Regions from separate parts of the Mus musculus genome. Here all the other regions are linked to region 3. The links are chromatin contacts, called in public ChIA-PET and promoter capture Hi-C maps. All regions are on one chromosome and are shown on one strand. Each heading gives the region's core, a stretch centred on a gene start, on an enhancer-like site or on the middle of the called end of the contact. The rest is flanking DNA. Distances are from core to core; before and after follow the strand shown.

Evidence for each region. Promoter capture Hi-C pulls out the DNA fragments that hold promoters and counts their contacts. ChIA-PET counts read pairs in DNA pulled down with a chosen protein or histone mark. Capture Hi-C pulls out chosen DNA fragments and counts their contacts.
Region 1: an RNA polymerase II ChIA-PET map of memory CD8 T cells shows a contact between it and region 3, with 37 read pairs. The contact joins the promoter of Ccr5 here to the promoter of Sacm1l in region 3. A contact is called at or near these places in 3 of 115 datasets of contacts at active chromatin or transcription factors (T-cell acute lymphoblastic leukemia, effector CD8 T cells and memory CD8 T cells) and 1 of 9 other capture datasets (liver).
Region 2: a contact with region 3 is called in a promoter capture Hi-C map of embryonic stem cells, with 2.5 times the contacts expected there. The contact joins the promoter of Zfp105 here to the promoter of Sacm1l in region 3. A contact is called at or near these places in 1 of 39 promoter capture datasets (embryonic stem cells) and 1 of 115 datasets of contacts at active chromatin or transcription factors (embryonic stem cells).
Region 4: a contact with region 3 is called in an RNA polymerase II ChIA-PET map of memory CD8 T cells, with 6 read pairs. The contact joins the promoter of Zkscan7 here to the promoter of Sacm1l in region 3. A contact is called at or near these places in 2 of 115 datasets of contacts at active chromatin or transcription factors (large pre-B cells and memory CD8 T cells).
Region 5: a promoter capture Hi-C map of embryonic stem cells shows a contact between it and region 3, with 2.3 times the contacts expected there. The contact joins the promoter of Zfp660 here to the promoter of Sacm1l in region 3. A contact is called at or near these places in 1 of 39 promoter capture datasets (embryonic stem cells) and 2 of 115 datasets of contacts at active chromatin or transcription factors (embryonic stem cells and large pre-B cells).
Region 6: a contact with region 3 is called in a promoter capture Hi-C map of adipose tissue, with 2.9 times the contacts expected there. The contact joins the promoter of Tcaim here to the promoter of Sacm1l in region 3. A contact is called at or near these places in 2 of 39 promoter capture datasets (embryonic stem cells and hippocampal neurons), 2 of 484 Hi-C or Micro-C datasets (Th1 cells and cerebral cortex), 1 of 115 datasets of contacts at active chromatin or transcription factors (memory CD8 T cells) and 2 of 9 other capture datasets (adipose tissue and liver).

What each region holds. Positions count from the first base shown.
Region 1 is chr9:124,118,743-124,123,123 of GRCm38.p6, reverse strand. It overlaps Ccr5 (chemokine (C-C motif) receptor 5), which reads right to left and starts at 1,581. Exons shown (of 2, transcript NM_009917.5): 1 at 1,489-1,581.
Region 2 is chr9:122,920,373-122,924,483 of GRCm38.p6, reverse strand. It overlaps Zfp105 (zinc finger protein 105), which reads right to left and starts at 1,406. Exons shown (of 4, transcript NM_009544.2): 1 at 1,266-1,406.
Region 3 is chr9:123,526,926-123,531,244 of GRCm38.p6, reverse strand. It overlaps Sacm1l (SAC1 suppressor of actin mutations 1-like (yeast)), which reads right to left and starts at 1,492. Exons shown (of 20, transcript NM_030692.5): 1 at 1,324-1,492. The coding sequence starts at 1,355. It overlaps n-TRacg2 (a tRNA gene), which reads left to right and starts at 1,748; the gene lies at 1,748-1,820.
Region 4 is chr9:122,884,373-122,888,177 of GRCm38.p6, reverse strand. It overlaps Zkscan7 (zinc finger with KRAB and SCAN domains 7), which reads right to left and starts at 1,360. Exons shown (of 6, transcript NM_001177505.2): 1 at 1,113-1,360. It also overlaps a transcript of Zfp445 not described here.
Region 5 is chr9:122,901,133-122,905,247 of GRCm38.p6, reverse strand. Zfp660 (zinc finger protein 660) reads right to left here and starts at 2,000. Exons shown (of 3, transcript NM_001353989.2): 1 at 1,913-2,000; 2 at 999-1,097.
Region 6 is chr9:122,803,624-122,807,913 of GRCm38.p6, reverse strand. It overlaps Tcaim (T cell activation inhibitor, mitochondrial), which reads right to left and starts at 2,367. Exons shown (of 11, transcript NM_001013405.2): 1 at 2,226-2,367.

The sequences.
Region 1 (4,381 bases), core at 332-2,831, 590 kb before region 3:
GTTGATATTAACTTTAAAGCAGTTTTTCATTCTATATACTTAAGTTCATAGTCACTGTTTCACATGGCTTTGTCTTATAATAGTGTACACCTGTGGCTTAATTCTTAAACTTGAATACTTTTTCCTTAAACACAAATTTGTCCCAAGCATATTTCTCTTTTTAGTGTAGTGATAACAACTCATTATATTTCTTATTATGCAGCCTTACTTACTATTATGAGGAGTGGGTACATTCTATTCTTGATTTTAACTTTATTACATCTTTCTAGCAAACAACTAAAACCATCTTTTAAAAATTTCTTCCTAAGATTATTTAAATCAAATCAGGAACTCTATAAAGTCATTAATTCACCTAAACAGCATTAGTTAATTCATGAAAGTTCATCTTTATGTTGATGTGCAAGAAATCTGACCAATATGGTGGGCTGATACCCACGAACTTTTAGGCTATGTGAAGTGATAGGAAAAGGCTTCTCAGCTGCAAGAAGCAATCCTAAACCCAAGTCTCTTTGGGACCTTGCCTCTTAGAGCTTTGTCCATGCTAAAAGATGGGCCGCCTCCATTAAGGCCACCTGCTAGCCTCAGCCTTTCCTGGATGGCTTCTGACAAGGGTGCTTCTCTGTAGTCAGGATAAAATGATGTAATGTCCAAACACTCAAACAGTGTCATAGAATATAGCATCAGTAATTAAAGTAGACCATCCTCATTTTTTCTCTAAAGTTATTTCTGCTTCCTGAGTTTCCACCATCAAAAGTTCTCATATACGTAGAAGAGATTATCAAGTAGAAAATGATTCTTTCATCTCCATGGGTGATATTCACTGTCTAGCCTCTTCAACCAACTGGCTTGCCCTGTTTAAATTCCTCAAACTTTTTTTTTTTTTTACTTAGTTCTCTAAAGCTCTTCATACTTCCCATTTAGGTAGCAAAGAGAAGCACCCCCCCAAAAAAAAGTCACACCTTCAAGGCTAAGCCAGAACAAGAATTTTCTACTAAGTGTGCTGTAGAAACTTTGATGTTTGTGACCTTAGACAATTTTTAGGTTTCTCTATTTTCTTGGAGACAGTCAGGGCAAGAAGAGAAAGAGAGAACAAGAGAGCACAAGAAACTTAGAGCTTCTGGTACACACATGTTCAAGGATATACACGTGACCCATGGAAAGATTTCACCTCTTTTCAGCTGATTATCAAACCAGATTTCAACCAATAGCATTGTTCTAGAAGCTATTTTTAAAAGGTAAGGATTTGCTTGCTTTAAAAAATTCTCTTTTTAAATATTTCATTCACAATCATGTTTCAGATATTTGATGACATCACATGCTGAAACATATCCTAAATTCTTAACTTTCCTGTATCTTAAAGATTATATTTTCAGATAATTCTGTGAGCACCTGGTGCTGACAGATGTCCTCTCAGGATTTCCTGTTAAAGTTTTTACTCATCAAGGAAGCTGAGCTAACTAGTCAAGCAAGGGCTGAGAGGTGACTTACCAGAGTCTCTTGTAGGGGGAACGGATGTCTCACCTCCTCTGGCTAGGAGAGCTGTACAAATCTAACATGAAGACAGTATAAAGTAAGAAACACAGTTTCTTGCAGAGAGGGTGGAGTTTAATGAGAAAAGGTATTACGTAGTGTTCAGGGTTGGGGGTGTCAGATCAGTTCTTCTTTTTTTTTCTTTAAAGTTGCACTTAGAGTAGAAAATAGAAGGCAGCTCTGGACTGAAAGTTTTTTGAGGAGTTTCCTTCTTCAGACTCTTTTACTTATGTTCTCTGCTCATCCAACTACACACTTCGTTGGAAATCAGAAAAATTAAAGGGTATTAATGACAGAAGAACACTTATATCCATTAATTAAAGCCCACATTTGAGTCAAGAGAGTCACTGTCTAAGAGACAAGTAGTGCATGCAATATCTCTGCTTCTCACTGGTAAAGCCAAAATGGCAAGAGAATTTATTCTTCTCGTAGTTGCTCTTGATTAAAGTAAGTTCCAGCCAATTTAAAGTGAGATGGGAGCTTTATCCCAGACACCAATCTTGCTACTTCTTTTACTCATCTTCCTCTCGCTGTCCTACATTTCACACACATAATTTTTACTGCTCTGTGTGACTCTTCAGTGTAAACTAAAACAACTGCTATCAAACAGGTTTACCATATGTTTTCCTGAAAACTAAACATATTTCTTTTTTTCCCTCATGTATCTGGTAACAAGTGACATACAAAATTACACATTTTGCATAGGCACTTATGAGTATCTATTCTATACCAGATTTGAAGGTAACAGAGCGTCTCAATCCAAGAACATAATTTATCTGGAGCCGTGAAGGATTTTTCATGGAACAACAAAGAGAAGTGCATGATAAAATTTAGGATAATATAATAATGCCATATATGTGACTATATCAGATCAGCTGGGTGGTTGGTGGAATTTTTAAAAACATCAAGAAATGACAGCGGAGCTAATAACAGCACAGAGCTGCCAATGAGACACAAGAGACCCTGCAAGACACAAGACTTCTGCAGCCAGTGTGTTAGGCTAAATAACAATAGTCACTTCATGGTTTGTTATAACAGGCTATTGCGTTCAGTAACTCCATTTTGCTTTATTCTTACTCCTCATTCCCAAGATATGGCTTTCTCTTTGCACTCCAGAACATCTTGTATGCAAGGTAAGTCTAGACCACAACCAGTAGATTAATAACTCTGGCTAGCCTGGGATTGTCTGATTCAAGTTCCTGGGAATGCAAATTCTATACATAACCAGTCATTCACATTTTCCCCAAAAACTTGGAAGCAGGGAGTTGAGGTGTCAGTTTGCTTCCTTTTGGGTGAATGGTGTCTTTAATAAAGACTGTTTTCTTTCTACCAATGTGTGTCTCCTGATGATTAATTTTCTATGTGGTAAATGTCCAGGCCTGAATTTGGTAGCAATAGGGGGCACTCACAGCATGTTTATAGACAAACCACAACAAAATAAACAGCAATCTCTTAATTACACACTCAGTAATATTTTCAAAATAAACACAATTTAAAATCTTAATGTTTTAAAATCATTTTCTTAGGTAGATCTCTTCACTGCTGCTAGACAAATGTTATAATTCTGTATGTGGAGCTTTTGGGCTAATATCCACTTATCAGTGAGTGCACATCATGTGTTTTCTTTTGCAATTGGGTTACCTCACTCAGGATGATATTCTCAAGTTCCATCCATTTGCCTGCGAATTTCATGAAGTCATTGTTTTTAATGGCTCAGTAGTACTCCATTGTGTAAATGTACCACATTTTCTGTATCCATTCCTCTGTTGAGGGACATCTGGGTTCTTTCCAGCTTCTGGCTATTATAAATAAGGCTGCTATGAAGATAGTGGAGCATGTGTCCTTATTATATGTTGGAGCATCTTCTGGGTATATGCCCAGGAGTGGTATAGCTGGGTCCTCAGGTAATACTCTGTCCAATTTTATGAGGAACTGCCAAACTGATTTCCAGAGTGGTTGTACCAGCTTGCATTCCCACCAGCAATGGAGAAATGTTATTCTTTCTCCACATCCTTGCTAGCGTCTGCTGTCTCCCTTAACCCAAAAGCTCCAAATAACCAGGATACAATTCACAGACCACATGAAGCTCAAGAAGGAAGTCCAATGTGTGGATACTTTGGTTCTTCTTAGAAGGAGAACAAAATACTCACAGGAGCAAAAATGGAGATAAAGTGTAGAGCAGAGACTAAAGGAAAGGCCATCCAGAGACTGTCCCACCTGGGGATTCATCCCATATACAGTTACCAAACCCAAACACTATTGTGGATGCCAAAAAGTGCATGCTGAAAGGAGCCTGATATGGCTGTCTCCTGAGAGGCCCTGCCAGAGCCTTACAAATACAGAGGCAGATGTTAGAAGCCAACCATTGGACTGAGCTCAGGGTTCCTAGTAGAGGAGTTAGAGAAGGGACGGAAGAAGTTGAAGGGGTTTGCAACCCCATAGGAAGAACAACAATCTCAACCAACCAGAACCCCCAGAACTCCCAGGGACTAAGTCATGTGTACAAAGGAGTACACATGGCTCCAGCTGCATATGTAGCAGAGGATGGCCTTATCATGCATCAATGGAAGGAGAGGTCCTTGGTTCTATGAAGACTCAATAGATACCCCAGTATAGGGGAATTGAGGGCAGGGAGGTAGAAGTAGGTGTAGGAGAACCCTCATAGAAGCATAGGGAGGGAGGATGTGATAGGGTGTTTCCGGGAAGGAGGGAAACGGAAAGGGGATAACATTTGAAATGTAAATAAAAAAATATCCAATAAAAAATAATTCTGTGTGTGAATACCATTTACTCTTATTGTCACCATGTAGTTCTAGAGCTTAGCTCTATGCTGAGATAATTTCATAGGGTA
Region 2 (4,111 bases), core at 157-2,656, 610 kb after region 3:
ACTCAAGAGATCTGCCTGCCTCTGCCTCCCAAGTGCTGAGGTGTACTACTACTGCCCAGCTAGACGGATTTTTAAAAAGGGGATCTTAGAGAGATTCACTACCAAGGAGAAAAGAATGATTATTTCAGAGAGTATAACTACAAGTACTTTTGAGGTTCTTTTTGTCTGTTTCATTTTTGTAGTTCCCACATCTTCCAAATATTTGATAAGACTAAATTTTGGTTGTAAAACAAAATTACTCATGTTGACCTTGTTTATCCTTATTTTTAATTGTTGCACAAATACTCTATAATTGTCAATAAACACATAAAACTGACCTATACATACTTTCGCATAAACATATACATACACAAATTGGGTGATACCCTACCCAGTCCCCAGTGTGTGCACCTTCAGGCTGCACTTGCACAGGGTTCACCCTTCTGGACTGGTGGTTTTGCTTGTTTCTACCGTGCTGGGAATCCATACAAAGGCCTAATGTATACTAGACAAATGCTCTACCACTGAGCCACAACCAGTTCTTGACTCAATGAGTGTTTTACAAGTCTTGTCTTTCAATATACGCTAGCTACAGAACACACACACACACACACACAATTCTGACACACAATTCAAAAAGATTTTAAATTTACAATCTTTTCTTTAGCAAACGTGGGCTTTATTGCTTATTTTAGTAATAGTTTCCTGTACGAAGAATTCCTTTGACCAGCTGCATTACTCCTTTAGAAGGAACTGCGTGATCACTAGCTTAAGGGTTTATATTTATTGCCAAACGGCTTTCTAAAACAGCATCTAAAGCCAGGCACACGACTACTAATTAACGGGACTTCTTTATTTCAGATAAGCCGACAGGGGTTTTGTTTTATTTTAAATAAAGCCAAACAATCTATTTTAGCTGTATATAAGGAGTTTGAGGTTTGTGCTTCTATCCCTCTTTGGTTCTTTTACTAGAAACCGGTGCTAATGTTTACTAAATTGCCTTATTCTGCTGCTGCTTCAGGGTACTCATATTCATTTTCCAACATCATCTTCACTGTGCAAACTTAAATTCCTAAGTAATGCCACGCTTTTCACCACGGCCTCAAAGAGTAATTCTGGCGGGTTATTCTGGCAGGAGAGCCTCTGAGACTCGTCTCACCACGTGCCTGAGTCTCCTGGCCAGACTGTCGGGCCCCTGGCCCCAGCAGGCCCGAGACATCTGCACAGGCCGCCCTCCTCCATCCCGACCAGCAGGCTCGCCGCCCGGCCCGGACACCCCGAGCTACCTCCCGGCCCCGCGATGGTCGGTGGAGAACAGTCCCGCGCCCCTCGCCGCCCGCTGCGACCGGCTCGCCACGAAGGCCCAACCGGGCCGGTGCCGCTTCGCGGATGAGACTCCAGAGTCTCTCGGCAGCAACGGGGCTGAGAACAATGACCGGACAGGAAGTGCCTTGCGCCGGGCTTCCGGCTCCCCAGGCAGGCCGGCCTCTCTAGGAATCGACGGGGGTCGTACACCTCGGTGCCCAGGGCGGGCAGGGCTTTAGCCCGCCAGGCAGCGGCACTCTCCCAAGCCGAGCCCCTACCTACCAGAGCTGACGATCTTAGAAAATTCCCTCAGCATTTTTATCTTCAAAATATCAAATGGTACAGAAAGGTTGATGGATGGTACAGAGGATACCCCTATCCTTCATCTCGACAATATTTGCCTTAATTCTCATATATAATTAAGGTCAATTTTGGAAATTATAAACAGTAAAACTCTTTATTCCAAGTACACCACCATCATTGCCAATAAGAAAAATTAACAACTATTCATATTCAGATGTACTTAACTGTCTCAAAAGATTTCAAAACCGTTAGAAGTGGTGGTGCACACCAGCACACAGAGCCATACCATAATCTTGTGGATCTCTGTGCACTGGAGGTTGGCCTGATCTACATAGTGAGTTCCAGCTTAGCCAGGGCTACATAGAGAGACCGGGTCCTCAAAACAAAAATCAAACCTAACAATAACAAAACTCACAAACATTTCAGGCAGAGATGCCCCCCAAATGAGTTTCACAATACTCCAGTTACCGCTCTTTGGTTTTGTGTGTTTGAAATGATAAACCCAGAGGAAGGCAGCGCCCTTTACTCGGGTTCCTCATTGGGTAAATCTTAAATGATTACACAGTATCATGCCAAGGACTGGTGGCTCACATCTGTGATCCCAGCTCTCAAGAGGCTGGGGCTGGGGCACTAAGAGTTTGAGGCCATAAATGACATCACATAGTATAGGGGAGATCCAGACTCCAAACCCATGTCTTCTGAGCCTAAATCCAGTGCTCTTCACAGGTTGTTCTCAGGCAGCAGAACTGGATCACAACTCTGGATTACACTATTATATAGGTTTTCTGTAGCACCTACACCATGTTAAGAAAATGTATGATGTACATGTTTAGAAACAATGACCAGTTTTTAAATTAAAAAACTTATTTTGCTATCATTTACAACCTCACCATTACCCTTTATGAGACAAACTCAGTTTCTTCAGTCTTAAAGTGCTCCAGAGCCTCTTTCCAGAGTCACAATAAATGATTTGGTACAAACTATCTTTTAATTAGAATTGAGATTGTTTTTCTAGACTTTAGAAACCTAGGTGAAGTTTCTTCAACTTGTCTGTCAGAGCGGTCATGAGTTTTCCCTATTAAGACCTAGGGGGTCATATTCAACAGTTACTTCACTGTGATTGTGTGCTGTTTCACATATGACTGTATTTTTCTTTTTTACTGTTCTGGGTTCAAATCCAGTGTCTTAGTTAGGACATTTCTGCTGTGAACAGATATCATGACCAAGGCAACTCTTATAAGGACAACATTTAATTGGGGCTGACTTACAGGTTCAGAGGTTCAGTCCATTATCATTAAGGCAGGGACATGGCAGCATCCATGCAGGCATGGTACAGGAGGAGCTGAGAGTTCTACATCTTCTGAAGGCTGCTAACAGAATACTGGATTCCAGGCAGCTAGGATGAGGGTCTTATAACCCACACCCTCAGTGACACACCTATTCCAACAGGGCCACACCTTCTAATAGTGCCGGGCATATTCAGACCATCACACCCAGGATCTCGTGTATGCTGGTAAGCACTCTTATACTAATGCATATGCCTAGCCCTACCTAGATTTCCCGAATCTCTGTTTGGGACTCAATGGACTCATATTTGCAGCCCAAATAATTCTCCCACAGTATGAACTTTTGTTATTGATGAAGTCTTGAAGTCCATAAGAATTCCTTTGTGAACCCCACACACTCATGGTAATTTTCATCTGTGTGAACTTTCTGTTGTACAGTGATGTTTTATTTTTTGCCTAAAAACTTTATTACAATCATTACACCCATAGGATTTCTCCCCTGTGTGAATTCTATGCTGGCCAATTACATTTCTCTTGGAGGCAAAAGATTTGCTGCGTTTCTCACACTCATAAGGTTTTTCCTCAGTGTGTATTCTCTGCTGTACCACCAAATTCTCATTCTGGCTAAAATCTCTTTGACACTTTCCACATTTATAAGTTTATTTCCTCCAGTGTGAATTCGTTGATGGACCGACCATAAGATTTCTGCTAGGGGTAAGGATTTTTCTGCATATATGACATTCATAAGATTTTTTTTCCCCACACTGTGAATTCGTTGATGTTCAGTAAGGTTTCTGTGTGGGTAAAGCCTTTCCACACTCACTGCACTCACAGGCGTCTTACCACTGTGGATTGCTTTATGCTCAGTGAGGTTCCTGACTGAACTGAAAGCTCTCCTATACTCACTACATTCAAAGGGCTTTTCTCCAGTGTGGACTCTACAGTACGAGCAGGCTTGAATGATAACACCTTCCCACAGTCCTCACACTTGAATGCTTTCTCCTGGGTGTGGAGCTTGTGCTTGTGAGGGACCATGAAACTTTTGGTCATAATAAAGGCTTTCCCACACTCTCCATTTATATGGCTTCTCCCCGTGACGGAGTCTCTCATGGTCAGAAAGGTCTCTGTTGAGTCCACAGTCTTTGCGCTCATGGAGAGTCTCTCCAGTGTGGAAGCTTCCATGGAAAATGAGGCTCTTCTTCGGAATAAAAACTCTCCCACACTCCGTAGGACTTTTC
Region 3 (4,319 bases), core at 243-2,742:
CCAGGAATCAAGGAGGATGGCTGCCTGTATTGAGGTCTGGCCTGGTGAAACTCAGTGCCTGGGCAGCTCAAAAATAATCTTCCTAATTCTCAAGTTATCCATCTCAATTATTCTTCGATGCAGGAAAACTCAACAATATCCTGTAACCGAAAGCCGAGCTACTTCAAGGCAAGACTCCAAATTGCTTAAACACATCTGAGACCTAGTGTAAGATCATGTTCAGCCCTTCAACAACTATCAGGTGGACAATAACCTAATTTGCCAGTAAAGGACATGTGACTCGGGCCGGACATAGACCAGTAAGTACACTTTGCTTCAACTGTCACCAATAAGGTGATTATTCACTTTACAAAGGAAAACTAATTAAAAGAAATGTGGAAGGAAGGGTGGCGCTGGGCTTTTCAAAGAGAACTGTATGTAGCAAGCAGAAGAGGCATAAAGGGTGAACACAGCAAAACATGAAAAGTGTTGGGCAGATGGCCTCCCTCCAAATTCTGGACTCATAACTTTACACCTTCAGTTATTCATTGGGCGTACCCAAACTACATTTGTTTCCTGCAAACGAACTGGGATGTCTATGTCTAATTAACAGGATAATTTAACTTGGCTTTTCGAAAGTTATATTTGCTTCTGCTACTAAAGGCATTCCCAGACCGTGGTAAATTATTAAAGCGGTTAGGGCGAAGTTATTCACAAACAAGGAGTGTAGGTGCTGAGGGTAACACAAGAGAAATTATCCCCCATCTCCTCTAACCCAGGACGAGCCAAAGAGCTTATAAATGTCTATTTTTTTTTTTTTTTGCACCTCTAAACATCCAGTGGCTGGGCCTCAAAACCTCAAGTCCTGGCTTTGCCAAAACTCAACATTGCTACGCCAAAATAGAGGCGAGCCTACTGTAGCTGTCGACGCAGTCTGTTGGAATAAGCACAGTAAATTCGACCGGCCCTTAGGACATCTGACTAAATTATTGCTGCGCCCTAAGAAGGACCCGTCATTGAGACTCCCAGGCCCAGAAAGCCTGAAACCAAGAGAAAGGTTAGCTCTGCCGGCGGACGTCAGAGCACGCCCGGTGAAAAAGGCCTCTCCCGGAGGCCACCCAGGGAAAGCTGGCTGCAGCCTCCGGTGCTGCGGGCTGCGGCTCGGCTCACCGCGCCAGGTCCAGCGGCGGGCGAGGCTGCGGGACACTGGCCTACGCTGCAGCCAGGCTGGACGGGGAAAGCCCAGCCCGCGAGCTCGGCCGGTGCGGGCCGCACACTCCCGGGCCTCGGCGCCCGCTCGCCCCTCCGCCCTTCCTGTCAGCGGCCGCAGCCCGCGGGACTCACAGCTTCAGATGCTCGTAGGCTGCGGCCGCCATCGTGCAGCTTCCTCCTCTTCGCTCCACCCGCAGTGTAGCCCGCTGCCACCCCGGCTCCGCGGCGACCGCTCCCCAGGCGCGGTGGTCAAGGAGCCTCGGCCTGGCCCCACCCCCTCCCGGGTCCGCCTCTCGGGCGAGCACGGGAGCCGGCGGCGGACAAACCAGTGAGCTGCGAGGCACGCCTCCGATGCGCGGATTGGAGCGGACCAAAGAACGCCGTGACGTCGCCTCTGGGGATTGGTGTAACGCGTTGCAGAGAAAGGCGGAGTCCCGGTAGCTTTGCACTGAGTCGCGACATTCAACAAACCGACCAGACTGAGGTTAGAAGCAGGAAGCATAGTGAAGCTGTGTAATTGGAGATCACTTATCGTGGAGGAGGCCTCCTCAGCACCGGGCCAGTGGCGCAATGGATAACGCGTCTGACTACGGATCAGAAGATTCTAGGTTCGACTCCTGGCTGGCTCGACGTGTGCGATCTTTTTCCTGAACCTTGGAAGGCCTGCTTGAAAAGGATCATAGCTAGATTGTCAAGGTCAAATGTCTTACGTTTTAATGTTGCTTTGCGAAAAAATAATACCTTCTTGGCTGTATTTGAAACCCGGAGTTACCTAAAACGGTTTGCAAGTTTCCTAGCTCCCCTGTTCTTAAAATTGCGCAGGAGTCTGGAAATGTACTCTTACGAAAACACTCTTGAGAGTGGAGGTTTGCAATCAGGGACAGGGACATGCGTGGCCAATGTCTTCCCACCCGATGACGGAAAAATCTCACCGAAAGCTCCTAGCTGGTAGAACACAGACGGCACTGACATGAGAAGGGCGTAGCTTCTGCTCTTCATGATTGGTACAGCGGCCTTGGCTAGCTCCGCTTGCAAAGCCGACCTAGCCTCCACTGCACAAGGAAACCTTAAAAATTCGGGGATTTCGCAGTAAGAGGCCCAGAAAAACGAGTACATGAACATTTTACGTAAGACCTGAGATAGCCAGAAACAGATGTGACGAAGGTGGATCGGGAGCAGGGCTCAGCCTATTCATTAACCAGTCACTCCATGATTAAGTTGTCCTAGAAAACATACCCCACTCCCCAGGAGTTTATTAAAACTGTATCAGATAAAGGAAATTATTGGGGCAGAATTAGACCAAGGACCAAGGGGTGTGGCTCACTCCTGCAGTCCATACTGCTGGATATAGACCAGGCCAAATGGCTGCCTTTGCTTTCCAGAGTACTGGAATTTAAGGTACAAGATACCATACCAGGCTTCTACACTTCTGAGGATTTAGTTTGCTTTTAATGAAGTTATAGTGGGTTGTTTCTCGAGACCGGGTTTCCCTGTGTAGTTTTGACTGTCCTGGAACTTGCTCTGTAACCAGGCTGGCCTCCAACTCAGAGATCCCTGCCTCTGCCTCCTGAATACTGGTGTAAAAGCACGCACCACTACTGCCCAGCTAACAGTATTTTTTGTTTGCTCTTTAATTTTTTGTCTGAGATTTGAGATCATTAATATGCATTGTTGTCAGTTTTAGCACTTAAAAAAAATGAGGGTTTTTTTTTTTTGTTTTGTTGTGTGTTTTGTTTTGAAGGGTGTGTGTGATGTGTGTACGTGCAGAGGGGGGAGGGGAAGAGAAAGAGAGACTGACTGAGGCTGTCTTATATAAGACAGTGGGCCTTTACTTGGCTATGGAAATGGACTTGGAACTCTGATTCAAGCTCCCAAGGTGCTGAGGTTATAAGCAAGCACCACCAACCACACCTGGTTTAAGAGTTCTTGCTTTAAGATGTTCTATTTGGGTGGATAAGTGGACACTTTAAAGGTCCATCTCATAGGCATTTAGATTTTTGGTACATATTTTCAAATTGCTCTGTGGAAAAATTAAAACAATATACCCTCTGTCACCAGAATGTTTCCACACATGCTAATCAACATTAGATATTTATGAATACATATAACATATAAATTAGATATCCAAGTCTCATGTACTAGCATATACCTAAAATTCTAGAATTTGAGACAGAGAGGTGTTGATCTGGAGACCTTATCTTTAAAAAAAATAAAGCATCCACATACAAATATAAATTATAGTTTCTTTACAGCTTTCATAAGTGAAAAACAACTTCCTTTTTACTTTCATTTCTTGGCCTATTGATTATTCTCTCCTGGTGTATTCAATCTTTTTTTCTCACAAACTTGACCTTGAAAAGATTTTATTTTTCATTGTTTATCTGTGTGTGTGTGCTCGTGCAAGTGCTTTATGAGACTAAAAGTATGAGATCCCCCTTGGAGCTAGGTACAGCCAGCCAAGGCAGGTGCTTGAAACAGAACTCAGGTCTTCTGCAAGAGCACAGGAGCTCTTTGGTTGTTACACATTAGTCTTTCTGACAGTTTATTCTTTACCCTTTCCTTAAAATTGTTTAGTTTTCACTCATATATTCACATTTACTATTAGTATATAAGTGCTTTTTAAAATTTGTGCTTGAATTTACCTTAATCTGCTTATATTTTATCTTCTTTATCATCCTGCTGTAATTATCAATTCTTAAAACTTATCAAACTGATCAGTAACTTCATGCTTCTCTAAGCATTTTATTTAGATAAATTTAATCAACCCATACAACTTTATAAGGTAAATTCAGTTGTTATCCCATTGTAGCCCACACTTGTAGGTTCTTCATTCTTCTACCCTTCTCCACCCTTTTTTTTTTCTACCCTTTCAACCCCTTACCACTAGTTAGGTGAAAAAAGGATAGAGGGGAAAGGGGCTACATGATCGTTAGACTACTTCCTGCTGATTAGTGGTGTTGAGCTCCTTGGGGGCAAGTTTGCCATCAGGATATCGAATGTCTTTGAAGTGGAAACTTAAGGGTTCTTTTGAGAGTCAGTTGTGTTAGATGGTGTTTTGTTGGGGCAAACACGTAAAAGAGTGGTTTTTGTTTGTTGTTTTGTTTTTTTGAAGTGGACAAAGGTGAAAG
Region 4 (3,805 bases), core at 111-2,610, 640 kb after region 3:
AAATTAAAAGGACATCAATGGCCTCCAAAGCAGGGTATACAAGGAAACTGGATGTTAAAGAAAATACTAAATGATTTAACTATTTAATATGTCCTGTAGTAAGCACTGAAATTCAAATAGGATTTATCTTTAATTTTTTCATAAACTTGTGCTGGGAGTGGAGGCTCAAAACTCAGCTGGTAAAGATGTACTAAAGTTTGGGGCTAACACTTTACAAATAAGGGGGTGGGGACCACACTTTACCTGTCTGCACCTTCCCTGTTTTTTCCCGTCATTTCTGACAAACTCTTAATCAAGTGTCAAGACTCCGAATAAATAACACCTCTCTTGAAGGATATTTTCCTGCTTTCCCCAGATATAAAACAATGGCTCATTTCCCTTGCTGTACCTCATACTATAACAGTGTACTTCAACTGTTTATGAGGAACTCACCAGTCATGGCCTCTAAACTACTGGAGGGTCACCCAAAGGGAGGAACTAGTATTAAAACTTTTGGAAGTCTTTTCTACTTAACTTGGAACTTAACTTTAACTTTCTGGTCTCTCCGGGCATACCACTGTTTATAGCTTCAGTAATCCCACGGACTACTCTCCACCCATAACTCTGTTGGATCACTTCTCTTAATGCAATTGTTTGCAGTTTACTCAGGGCTCTGTTTCCTGCGAAGATTCAAAAGGCAGGACTGCTTCCCAGTCCTGCACGCGTGCATATGTGTTACACAGGGAGAGAGATATGTTACACGAATGTGGTTAGTTTAGTGGACAAAATTTGGGAAAAGCCATTTTCCTTTCCGTTTATGCATGCCATTTGAAAACCAGATCCTCTGGGGCAACTAGGATGTGTGCCGTGGTTTGAGATATCAGATATCAGGCACTGGAGACCCCAGGGTTAGACATTTTCCTCTGAGCCTGTTTTGTTTTGTTTTGTTTTGTTTTGTTTTTAAGACAGATGGAGTAATCTGTGAACTCTCCGAGAGTACACAAGAGCACAGGACACTTTCCTGCGGTCCTTACTGTGCCGAGTGCTAAGCGGCAGGTCTCGCTGCACGTCTAATCTGCGAGCTCGCGTGGGGCTCACTCCAGAGTCACGGTCCTGCCTCGGTAGCCGCTCACCTGGCCGCGTCTGCCCCGTGCAGCGCTGACGCACGGGAGCCAACAACTCGAGCCGACCCCAAGCCGAGCGACCACAACACGAGGACGACGCGGCTCCGCCTCGGGTAAGCACCCCGGCACCGCCCGCGTCGCGGCCCGAGTGCGGGCCGCACTTTCCACCGCGTCGCCACCGTCATGCGTGACGGCTCAACGGCCCCACACACCTCCAGGACACTAGGAAATGGCAACGACGGCGGGACGGGAAGCATGAGAGCATCACTTCCGGTACCTCCTGGATTCCGGAAGTCTTGGTTGCCAAGGTGAGCAATAATCTTGAACGCTAAGATTTTTTTTTACCCAGGGAACATCTGGGGCACAAGAGGGTGTCATGCTGAACTTAGAGTCATTCAGATTCCAGAGACCTCACTCTTGACATAAAAAGGTCAAAAAAAGCAAAGCCATACTTTCCAACAATCAGACTTTGACAGACCAGCCTGTCCCTGATGATGCCCTATACAATTAGAGCCCAATTCCTAATTGTGTTACAGCTCGGTTCCATTAAGGGGAAGGTTCCCGCAACTGTACAGTTCTGCTTGAGCAGGCAAAGGTTCCCCCGATGTAAGTGTTACAGCTTTCCTGGGAAAGGTACCCTGGCAATCGGGAGTCAAGGAATACCACAAAGTCACACCACACAACAAATCTCACATAGATTTATCGGAAGGGAAAACCCAGAAGAGTGGCTGCCTCTGCTCAGGCAAGGAGCAGGGGGAACTGAGGAGAAGGCAGGCCTTATATAGGTTTCAGTGAGGGATGGGACTTCTGGGGCAGTCTGGGATTTGTGGGATTCTAGTCAGAGTTTGGGGCAAACTCAGGGATTGGTGGAACTGTTTCTTGGGGTCTAGGGGTCAAGTCTGGGTCAGGGTGTTCTTTCCTTGGCTCTTTTACCCTAAATTTATCTCTGAGGTCATCTCACCTCAAAGTGCCAGTCTCAGGAAGGATTAATTGTGTTATAAAGTTTGCTATCTAACAAGATGGAGAACTTTATTTACTATAAAAGGGTAGGTCCCTCTCAGAGGACAATTCTCTGAGAATTCAAATTTGTTATGACTTTCTTTATTGAAATTTCTTTAACTATTATAGTTTTGTAAATACTTTTATTCCTGTGCTTTGGATTTATAAAATACACATTTATGGGCTCAAATAGCACAATCTGTGGCCCTGATTCTTTGTGTGTAAGGTGTGATGCTTACTGCTTGCTTTTTTGATTCACAGGTTAGTAAAATATATATATATATATCACATGATATAATGATCTAATACAAAGGGTCTTAATATTTTGTTCAACCAATTTCAATTCATTTACAGAGAAACAACATTCTTACTCCAGGATGACACGAGCTTCCCCCTCTACCCTGTTCTGCTGTCAGGAGGTCCAGCATCCTTCTATTTCGTAGTACAACCCTGGGAGTGGTGGTCATCTGTATCTGGGGAATAATTATAACAGGAATGCTGAGGTAGGGGCCCCTCAAAGAGGGGGACCTCCTATGAGGGTTTATTAAAGGAGAAACCTGGGTCTGAGGAGGAACCATGCGAGGTAGCATGAACAGGAGTCATTACTAAGAGGGGATCCAAAAGGGATGCACAGAAAAAACATAGAGAGGCATTTTAGATGGGATGTGAGGAGCAATAATAGATCAGAAGCGCATTGAACATGTTGTAGCCAGGATTGGGCATTTCTTCTCAGTTGTATTTCCTGTTCAAGAATGGTTTTATGGGTTCATGTGGACTGCTCCAGGTATCGAGAGATATGAGCAGAGGGGCATGCAGCGCAACTGGTGGGATATAGCTTCCCCATGATTCCCATTCTCCATATTTCATCCCAGGGGTCATCTATAACAATGAGACAGTTATTCAGGTTTTGAAATAGGCTATTTCTTTCTTTCTTCTTTATGTAAAACCATCAATTTGTATTTATTTAATATACATTGTAAGGGTTCAAGCAGACTTAATTTAAAAAAAAAAAAACACAGCTTAGAAATCATTTCTGTGAGAGCTGAGTTCAATTTTATAGGATCAATAACAGCGGCCGCCATAAAAAATCCTGATCTGTGAGGCAGCCTGCTTCTCCTTTATGACCCTTTTGTCAATAGGGAAGGCAGAGAAAGGGGTTTAGGGTTACAGACATGGGGTTAGGATAGACAGGAATAGAAATAGAGCTTTAGCATGCGTGGTTGGCACCGTCTGCAGACATGAGTTCCTGGTTCTTGCTGTCATAGGTTTGCTGAAAGGAAAAACACTAGTGGTGGATGTTGGAGAGAGAATTAGGGGTTTGATCAGTGGTGGGACAGGCCTGTGATATAACAAAGACTGTGTCGTTAAAACAGCAGAGAGAGCCTGGCGGTGGTGGCGTACACCTTTAATCCCAGCACTTGGGAGGCAGAGGCAGGCAGATTTTTGAGTTTGAGGCCAGCCTGGTCTACAAAGTGAGTTCCAGGACAGCCAGGGCTACACAGAGAAACCCTGTCTCAAAAAAAAAAAAAAAAAACCACCAAACAAAACAAACAAACAAAAACCAAAGCGGGGAGGGGGGGGCTTGAGGAGGGCATGTGCATTGTGCAGTAATTACCAGATTATGCATGCCATTCCAGGTGACCTTGTTGCTTGGATGTGGATGTCTCCTTCTGGGTCTCTTCCTTCGATTTACTGTCAGTGAT
Region 5 (4,115 bases), core at 751-3,250, 630 kb after region 3:
CACAGGCTGACTTCACAGGCTGACTTCACAGGCAGACTTCACAGGCTGACTTCACAGACTGACTTCACAGACTGACTTCACAGGCAGACTTCACAGACTGACTTCACAGGCAGACTTCACAGGCTGACTTCACAGGCAGACTTCACAAGCTGACTTCACAGGCTGACTTCACAGGCAGACTTCACAGGCTGACTTCACAGGCTGACTTCACAGACTGACTTCACAGGCTGACTTCACAGGCTGACTTCACAGGCTGACTTCACAGACTGACTTCACAGGCAGACTTCACAGGCTGACTTCACAGGCTGACTTCACAGACTGACTTCACAGACTGACTTCACAGGCAGACTTCACAGGCAGACTTCACAGGCAGACTTCACAGGCAGACTTCACAGGCTGACTTCACAGACTGACTTCACAGGCAGACTTCACAGGCAGACTTCACAGACTGACTTCACAGGCAGACTTCACAGGCTGACTTCACAGGCAGACTTCACAGGCTGACTTCACAGGCAGACTTCACAGGCTGACTTCACAGGCTGACTTCACAGACTGACTTCACAGGCTGACTTCACAGGCTGACTTCACAGACTGACTTCACAGGCAGACTTCACAGGCTGACTTCACAGGCTGACTTCACAGGCTGACTTCACAGGCTGACTTCACAGACTGACTTCACAGGCAGACTTCACAGGCAGACTTCACAGGCTGACTTCACAGGCAGACTTCACAGGCTGACTTCACAGACTGACTTCACAGGCAGACTTCACAGGCAGACTTCACAGACTGACTTCACAGGCAGACTTCACAGACTGACTTCACAGGCTGACTTCACAGGCTGACTTCACAGGCTGACTTCACAGACTGACTTCACAGGCTGACTTCACAGGCAGACTTCACAGGCTGACTTCACAGGCAGACTTCACAGACTGACTTCACAGGCAGACTTCACAGGCTGACTGGCTGTTGATCACTCAGGAGAGAAGAGAATAACTCACCGTCATTCTCAAACACAGTAAATGTTGCGCTCCTAAGGATCTGTCCAGCACACTTTTCCTGAACGCCTCCTTGGATTCAGTGCGGAAGATCTTGAGTCGCTGTAAACAGATACATGTGAGAGATTTACACCCAAGGCAGTGTTGTGTCTTCTGTTAACCTCCTGACCTGCAAAACGCTCTCTCTCTCTCTCTCTCTCTCTCTCTCTCTCTCTCTCTCTCTCCCCCTCCCTCCCTCACACTCACACTCACACACCACAATAATAATAATAATAATAATAAATTAAATTTTTTTCAAAAAGACTAGTAGCAGGGCATGGTAGCCAAATATGATTTTAATCCCAGCACTTCAGGAGCAGAGGCAGGTGAATCTCTGTGAGTTTAAGGCCAACCTAGTCTGCAGAGCAAGTTTCAAGTCAGCCAATGTTACATAGTGAGACCCTGTCTCAAATTACAATAGTGATAATAACAGTAATAAGAATAATAAGTATTACACATAAGACCTTTAATGGATGCTAAATGTTTTCCTGATTACTGATTTCTTAAAATTGTTCGGCCTTGGAATATGCTGTTTGCCCTTTTGATGAGCAGGGTCGGCCTATAAGCTTATTCCCTATCTTCTCTTTCAGTGATGGGTGGTTTTGGTTGAGGGCATAAATGAGTAACTATTCCTGGACAATCCTACCCCCTCTTCCAGACGCCAGTGTCTTGGCTGGCGACACAGCGGGGCTTGAACACAGGCCCGCGGCTGGGTCGTCCTGGGAGAGCCTGGTCCCCGAGAGCCTTGGCAGGTCCTGTCATCGCCCCACCCCGCACAGGAGATGCTGGACAAAGGCAGGCACCCCTGAGACCCAGGACGGCACCACCCACGGGAGCCACTCGCTCCTGGAGCCCAATGCCCAGGGCGTACCCCTCACCGAACCACACGCAGTCCTCCGAACAAAGCCGGCGAGTGGCAACAGAGACTTGCATGCCTTCCTTGCGCCTGAGGCCCTTCTAGGCAACGGGAGGTCTCCGCATCTCTGTACCAAGGCCAAGTCGTCCAGCTGACACGCCCCTCAGTCCCTCAGGCCCTTCTAGGCAGCCGGAGGTCTCAGCATCTCTGTGCCCCAGGGCTGAGCTGTCCAGGTTCCTTAGAAGCTCTGAAGCGCTGCAGATGCCCTGGCTTCCAGACATCACTATTATTAACTCGGTGGACAGTCGTGGAGAGTTCAGCCAAGGCCTCAGGTAGCACGGGGAGAGAAACCAATAGCCTGGTCAGCCAGGCCTCTTCCGGATACTGGGCTTCTCAGAGACAACCCCTAGCCTCACAGTCAGATTCGGCTATTTATTGCAGCAGGTGAAAATACATAATGGTAGGTTACTTCTCTGTCACTGTTCTAAGAACTGCACACGCAGTGGTAAAGAAAATGAGGCTGCATTAAAGTAAAGGGAGGTGAAAAGAGATACCTGGTAGCTATTGGGTAGCGAATCAAAAGAGGGAGAAGTGGTAGACTGCATAGACGAAGCTTATTTAGGAAACGAAGGAAAAATGCAGACATCTGGGAAAAGTGTGTTCCTGTCGGAACATTAGGAGCAAAACTCTTGGATCAGGAATTACCTGAGGCAGTAAGGATATTAGAGGCCGTGGTAAGCGCTTTGGATCTCTCTGGATGCTGCAGGAAGCAAGCTGTTAAGAACTCAGAAACAAGGAGAGGCACAAGCTTTCTTTTGTTGTTGTTAGGTTGTTGGTTGTGTGTGTGTGTTGTCACACATTCCAATATTTGTTGCCTACGAAATATAAAATGAACCAAGAAGCCTGTTCTTGTAAATTCTCTGAATAATCTGCTCTGTGTTTGGAGGTATTCTAAAATGACCTTGTGTGAAAGCTAATTTGTCTTTTACAGTTAGTAGTGCCTGCTGCCTTTTGGAGAACAGGCTGAGAGACAGGAAGAACAAACACAAATTTATCAAAAAGGTATTGCATTTTGTGCAGAGGGAAATGATGACTTCGACTGGAAATGAAATAGCAAGTAAAAATTGGGACTACACACATTTTGAAGGGGTGACCAGAGTGATTTACTAATGAATTATATGTTGGTCACTGTTTTTCAAATCTGGAATGTCTCTCAGAGGTTCATGTGTTAAAAACTTATTGCATCTTTGTTTCTTTGAATTCCTCTTCTTGTGTCAGCAGTGTTGTGTAATTTTTCCAGGGGCTATGTAAACAATTTCTATTTCCTCCAGTTAGGACACCACCAACAGACCAAGAATTACAGGAAAATACATGAGAGATTCCTTATAAGAACATGGACGAGTCAGGGGCAGCATCATCACTGGAAACCACACTCTAGCATGGGTGAGTAGTCCCAAATATCTAAATATTGCACATGTAGAGCTTTGCACAACTTACATCTTGACTGGTCAGAGAGTCCTGTGGGTTTTTTCTTTGTTTGTTCTGCTTTTTCTTGTTTGTTTGTTTGTTTTATTTTTTGAGACACAGTTTGTGTGTGTGTGTGTGTGTGTGTGTGTGTGTGTGTGTGTGTGTGTAGTCCTAGCTGTCCTGGAACTCACACTGTAGACCAGGCTGGCCTCCACCTCAGAGATCCACCTGCCTCTGCCTCTCAAGTACTAGGATTATATGCAAGTGCCACCACTACCCGCCTTATATTCTTACTACTTTTATAAACTTGTGGAGGGGCCTTATGAATTTTCTAGGTTTCAGAATCTTTCTGAGTCTTGTAAGATAAAAAACAGGTTGTGTGTGTGTGTGTACATGTAGGCATACATGTTGGTGCCCACAGAATCCCAAAGAGGTCATCAGATCTCTGGAACTGGAGTTATAGATTCTTGTGGACCTCTCAATGTGGGTATGAGGAACCTAACTTGGGTCCTCGGAAAGGGCTTGTAACTGCTAGTTACCTCTCTAGCAATACCTTGTAAGTTGTGTTTATTTCCTGAGCCTTATAAGTTTTACTTCCCTAATGTTGGTAGCTTCCCTACTTCCTCTAGGTGGAAATGCATCAATTCAGGGGAAGTAGCTACTCAACTTGAGAACACCCATTGTGCGGCTCTCTGTTTTGTTTTGCCCATTGTTAAGTCAACCTAATGCTGACTGGAAAAGTTTCACTGTGGCTTCTT
Region 6 (4,290 bases), core at 1,118-3,617, 720 kb after region 3:
TCTCTCATCAGACTCAGAAGGCATTCTGAGTCCTTAATTTATCACTTCACCAGTGCTTCCATGTTAGGTCCAGGGTAAAACAACGAGCATTTGTTGTGTTCACTAAACTTAGTTTGAGGAAAGGGTAGAGAAGCAGGACACAGACACAAGTAGATAACTGTAAAACAAAGCAGTAAATGCAATGATTCCGACTTTCAGAGTAACAGGAGACTTCCTGAGGCTACACCTATAGGGCAGGGAGGGCACCCTGGAGAGCCTTGTCCTAAAGAAATGATCTACTGTGTGGACAGAAGGTAGATATGGAAGGATAAAATTCGTTTACAAGCCAGTATAAATGACTACCCGAATCTACTTAATAGTGGTATTATTTTCTGTTCCATTCCTTCCTTTCTTTCTTCAAGGTCTGCAACTCTCTACGTAGCTCAGGCTGGTCTGGAACTTGCTTTGTAGATCTAACAGCCTCTGTCCATTATTTTTGACAAGCACAGAAATTATCAAATAGAGGTCTTCAACACTGAGCTTTGGCCCCTTGGCACAATCTGTATTTGAAAGTAACTTATTTCAATTAACTTAACTTCACACTAACTTCACTTTAGTTATGGTTTCCCTTTGTAACTATCTTGGAATTTTTCTTTAGAAAAAAAAATTCTTCTCTCAAGTAATGATAAAACCATACCTAACTACCTTTCTTTTCTTTTCCTTTCTGTTTGTTTGTTTGTTTGTTTGTTTTTGGAGACAGGATATCACTTTGTAGACTTGGCTGGCATCCAACTCAGAGAGATCTACCTGCTTCTGCCTCTGGAGTACTGGGATTAAAAGCATGCACCCTCTCACCCAGAGACCAGGATTTAAAAAAAAAAAAATGCTTTTAGGCTTTCTACTTAGAGTAGGGAACCAAGTAAACAACCAGAGCAAAACCAGGAGACAGTATTAGACATATCAATGATAACAAGTTCCATTTGTTTGTTTTTGGAGACAAAGTTTCTCTGTGTAACACCCCTAGCTGTCCTGGACCTCATTCTGTAGACCATGCTGGCCTTGAACTCACAGAGATCCAACTGTCTCTGCCTCCTGTTGCCTCCCATTGCTGGGATTAATGACACTCCACCATCGCCTGGCTAGATAACAAATTCTTTAGCTTTCCTTTTGTATCTTGCTGGAGAGTTAAATCATAACTACAAACTCTACAGTTTCAAGAAGGATTCAGGCACTTCTGGCCCAGCCTGACCTAATATATACAGGCACTGGTGCTACTCCAAGGTCCAATTACACCCACTGAACCCTAAGATCTGGCACAAGAGAAAAAATTACGACAAAAACTCTTCGGACCTGCTGTTGCCCCCTCAAACCATTTTCATCTTATAGGTTAGTGTAGGGCATGTCTTCTGGGCCTTTCCATTATGAGGGATCAGGTTTTTCAGAGAGTACCCACTCTAGCACTGCAATTTCCCTGAGCTTAAAACTCCTTCATCAACACTAAGCCAAGGGATGGCAGGCATCTCCAGTTCCTTTTCAGTAGGCCATCTGTAGACAAATCTAACCAACCAACCAGCCAACCAAACTTTGACACCTTTTTAAAACTATATGAACTCCACATTAAATCTGGAATCTCCAATCGGTGGTCTCAAACTGATAAAATTCAGCCTGATCCTGTTTCCTTTTACCATTATCCTACAATCTTAAACCCATTCGCACACACACATTCCACAGATGTCTTGAATGAATTAGCACACTCCTTAAGCTCTTTAGTGGTGAAGTGCACTTGAGTAATCTACGCCTCAGACTCCCCTCTGAGAGTCTACTTAGCCATAAGTTTGATTACAGGTCTAGAGGTGAATGGACAGGTCCGCAACTTGGGGTGCAGCTCCTCCCAGGGCCCCACCAGCCTCAAGGCTCTCCCAGCAGCAGCCTAAACCCAGCTCCCATCTGACAGCCTCGCCTACGCCTCAGCACGCACAGGCCAAGGCCTGTGTGGCAAGTGTGGAGTCCCTGGGCAACTTTCGCTCTGCAGGGAGCTCCTGACAGGTCTGGCCCACTGTCTCAGAGGCCTGGGTTCGTGCTTGGACGCCCCGACACTTGGAGCCGGCAGGCCGCACGAACCATGCTCATTGGCTAAGGCGGACCGACCTTCCTCCTAGAACGCCTGCGCAAGGCCGGCAAGCGGCTCCCAGCCAGGACGTCGGCTCTCAGCGGCCTCCCACCCCGCTTCAAAGCGGTGTCCTTACCCCGCTATCTGCGGGTTTCCGAAGGCAGCTTCGGGAGACACAAGCCGGTTCTTCCGGCCGACTAGGTCTGAGGGAGAAAGATGATTGGCAGGCAGGTGGGAGGACGATAAGCAAAGGTAAAGGAGTAGCGGGAGGCAGGGGCGGGGCCAAAGCGCGCACGCGCAGCCCCTGGTGGGGAGGGGGGAAGGGGCGGAGCTATGCAAGGCGCTCTGGTGACGCAGTTCTTGCTGAGCAGCCGTTGGTAGTCTTGGTAGGCTTCCCAGATGCAGCTGAGTGTGAAAGATCCGGTTCCTCTGGCTTACATTTCCCACTTGACTTTTCCTCAATCTAATCTATTTGAGATAGTTTAATTATTTGGGACAGTGGCTCACACTGTAACCCACGCTGGCCTTGAACTTGCGGCAATTCTCCTGCTTCAGCCTCCTACGTGCTTTGATTACAGGCATGACACATCGCGACTCCTTACTAGGCTGTTTTTAAACGTTCAGTGTACTCAGCATGGGCTTTTTACTGCTTTATTGGACGTCTGTAACTGATCTCCAGACCTGCAAATGATGGAATATAAACTGCTTTTCGCTTTGCTACCTCTTGGCTTGGTCAACCAGCAAGAAGCCATCCCACCCCTTCTCTCAGATCTTCATTCTCCTGAAGACGACCTTGCGGCCCACATCGTGTCCTTTGTCTGCAGGAGCATAGTTTACAATTGCCCACCTGTCTCTGAGGCAGTGTGTGCGCCACATGTCACGCAAGCTTAAGAGTGCTGGGACTCAATTTTCCTGCCCTTGTGAGACTGTAGATTTAAGGACACTGCCTCTACCCATTTTGAGAACTCCTTTAAATACTTGTCCCATTTATTACCCTATTTAGGGCTTTTCCCCTCTAGACGACTTGAATTTGTGGCGTACAGTACTATTTAGAGTGAGGACTATGTTAAAGAGAATAGGCTACAGATACTGAAGGTGGTTTCTGAAGGAGTTTTTGTTTTTTGTTTTGAGACGGGATTTCTCCGTGTAGTCCTGTAGACAAGGCTGGCCTTGAAGAGAGATCTGCTGGCCTCTGCCTCCTGAGTGCTGGGATCAAAGGCATGGGCCACCACCACCTGACAACTTCTGAAGTTTTAACTTCTTAGTGTTTTGGGACAATCCTTGTTAGATATTTATATTTTGGCACATTTGTTTAAAATATTTTCATTAGCAATGTCCTTAGTCACATATTATCATAAAGCATACAGTACTGTGCTGCCAGGTCGACCAACAGATGAAAGTGTTTGCTATCAGACCCTCCAGCCTGACCACTGTGGTTTGATTACCGTAACTAGATGGAGGTGGAAGGAAAGAACAGATTCCAAAAACGCTGTCCTGCAAAAATCCACATGGATGTGTGCTCCTCCCACAACGTACACGTAATAGTCATATGAGACCCACTGAAAGGGAGCTGTTAGGAGGGTAACTTAGACATTTGGTGGGGTGCCCTGGATCTTTGTGTTTTCAGTCTGTGCTGCTGCTTTATGTTAACTTCACACATGCTAGAGTCCTTAGAGAAGAGGGAGCCGCGATGGAGAAAACACCTCTGGAGATCACACTGCAGGAAAGCATTTTCTTAGTGACTGATGTAAGAGGTCCCAGCCCACTGTGAGTGGTGCCATCCATGGGCTGGTGGTCCTGGGTTCTAGAAAACAACCCTGAGATTCCACCTCGCAACAGTCTGAATGGCTAAGATCAAAAATTCAGGTGACAGCAGATGCTGGGGAGGATGTGGAGAAAGAGGAACACTCCTCCACTGCTGGTGGGATTGCAAGCTGGTAGAACCACTCTAGAAATCAGTTTGGCTGTTCCTCAGAAAACTGGACATAGTACTACTGGAGGACCCAGCTATACCACTCCTGGGTATATACCTAGAAGATGCTCCAGCATGTAATAAGGATACATGCTCCACTATGTTCATAGCAGCCTTATTTATAATAGCCAGAAGCTGGAAAGAACCTAGATGTCCCTCAACAGAGGAATGGATACATTTGGTACATTTACATAATGGAATACTACTCAGCTATCAAAAACAATGAATT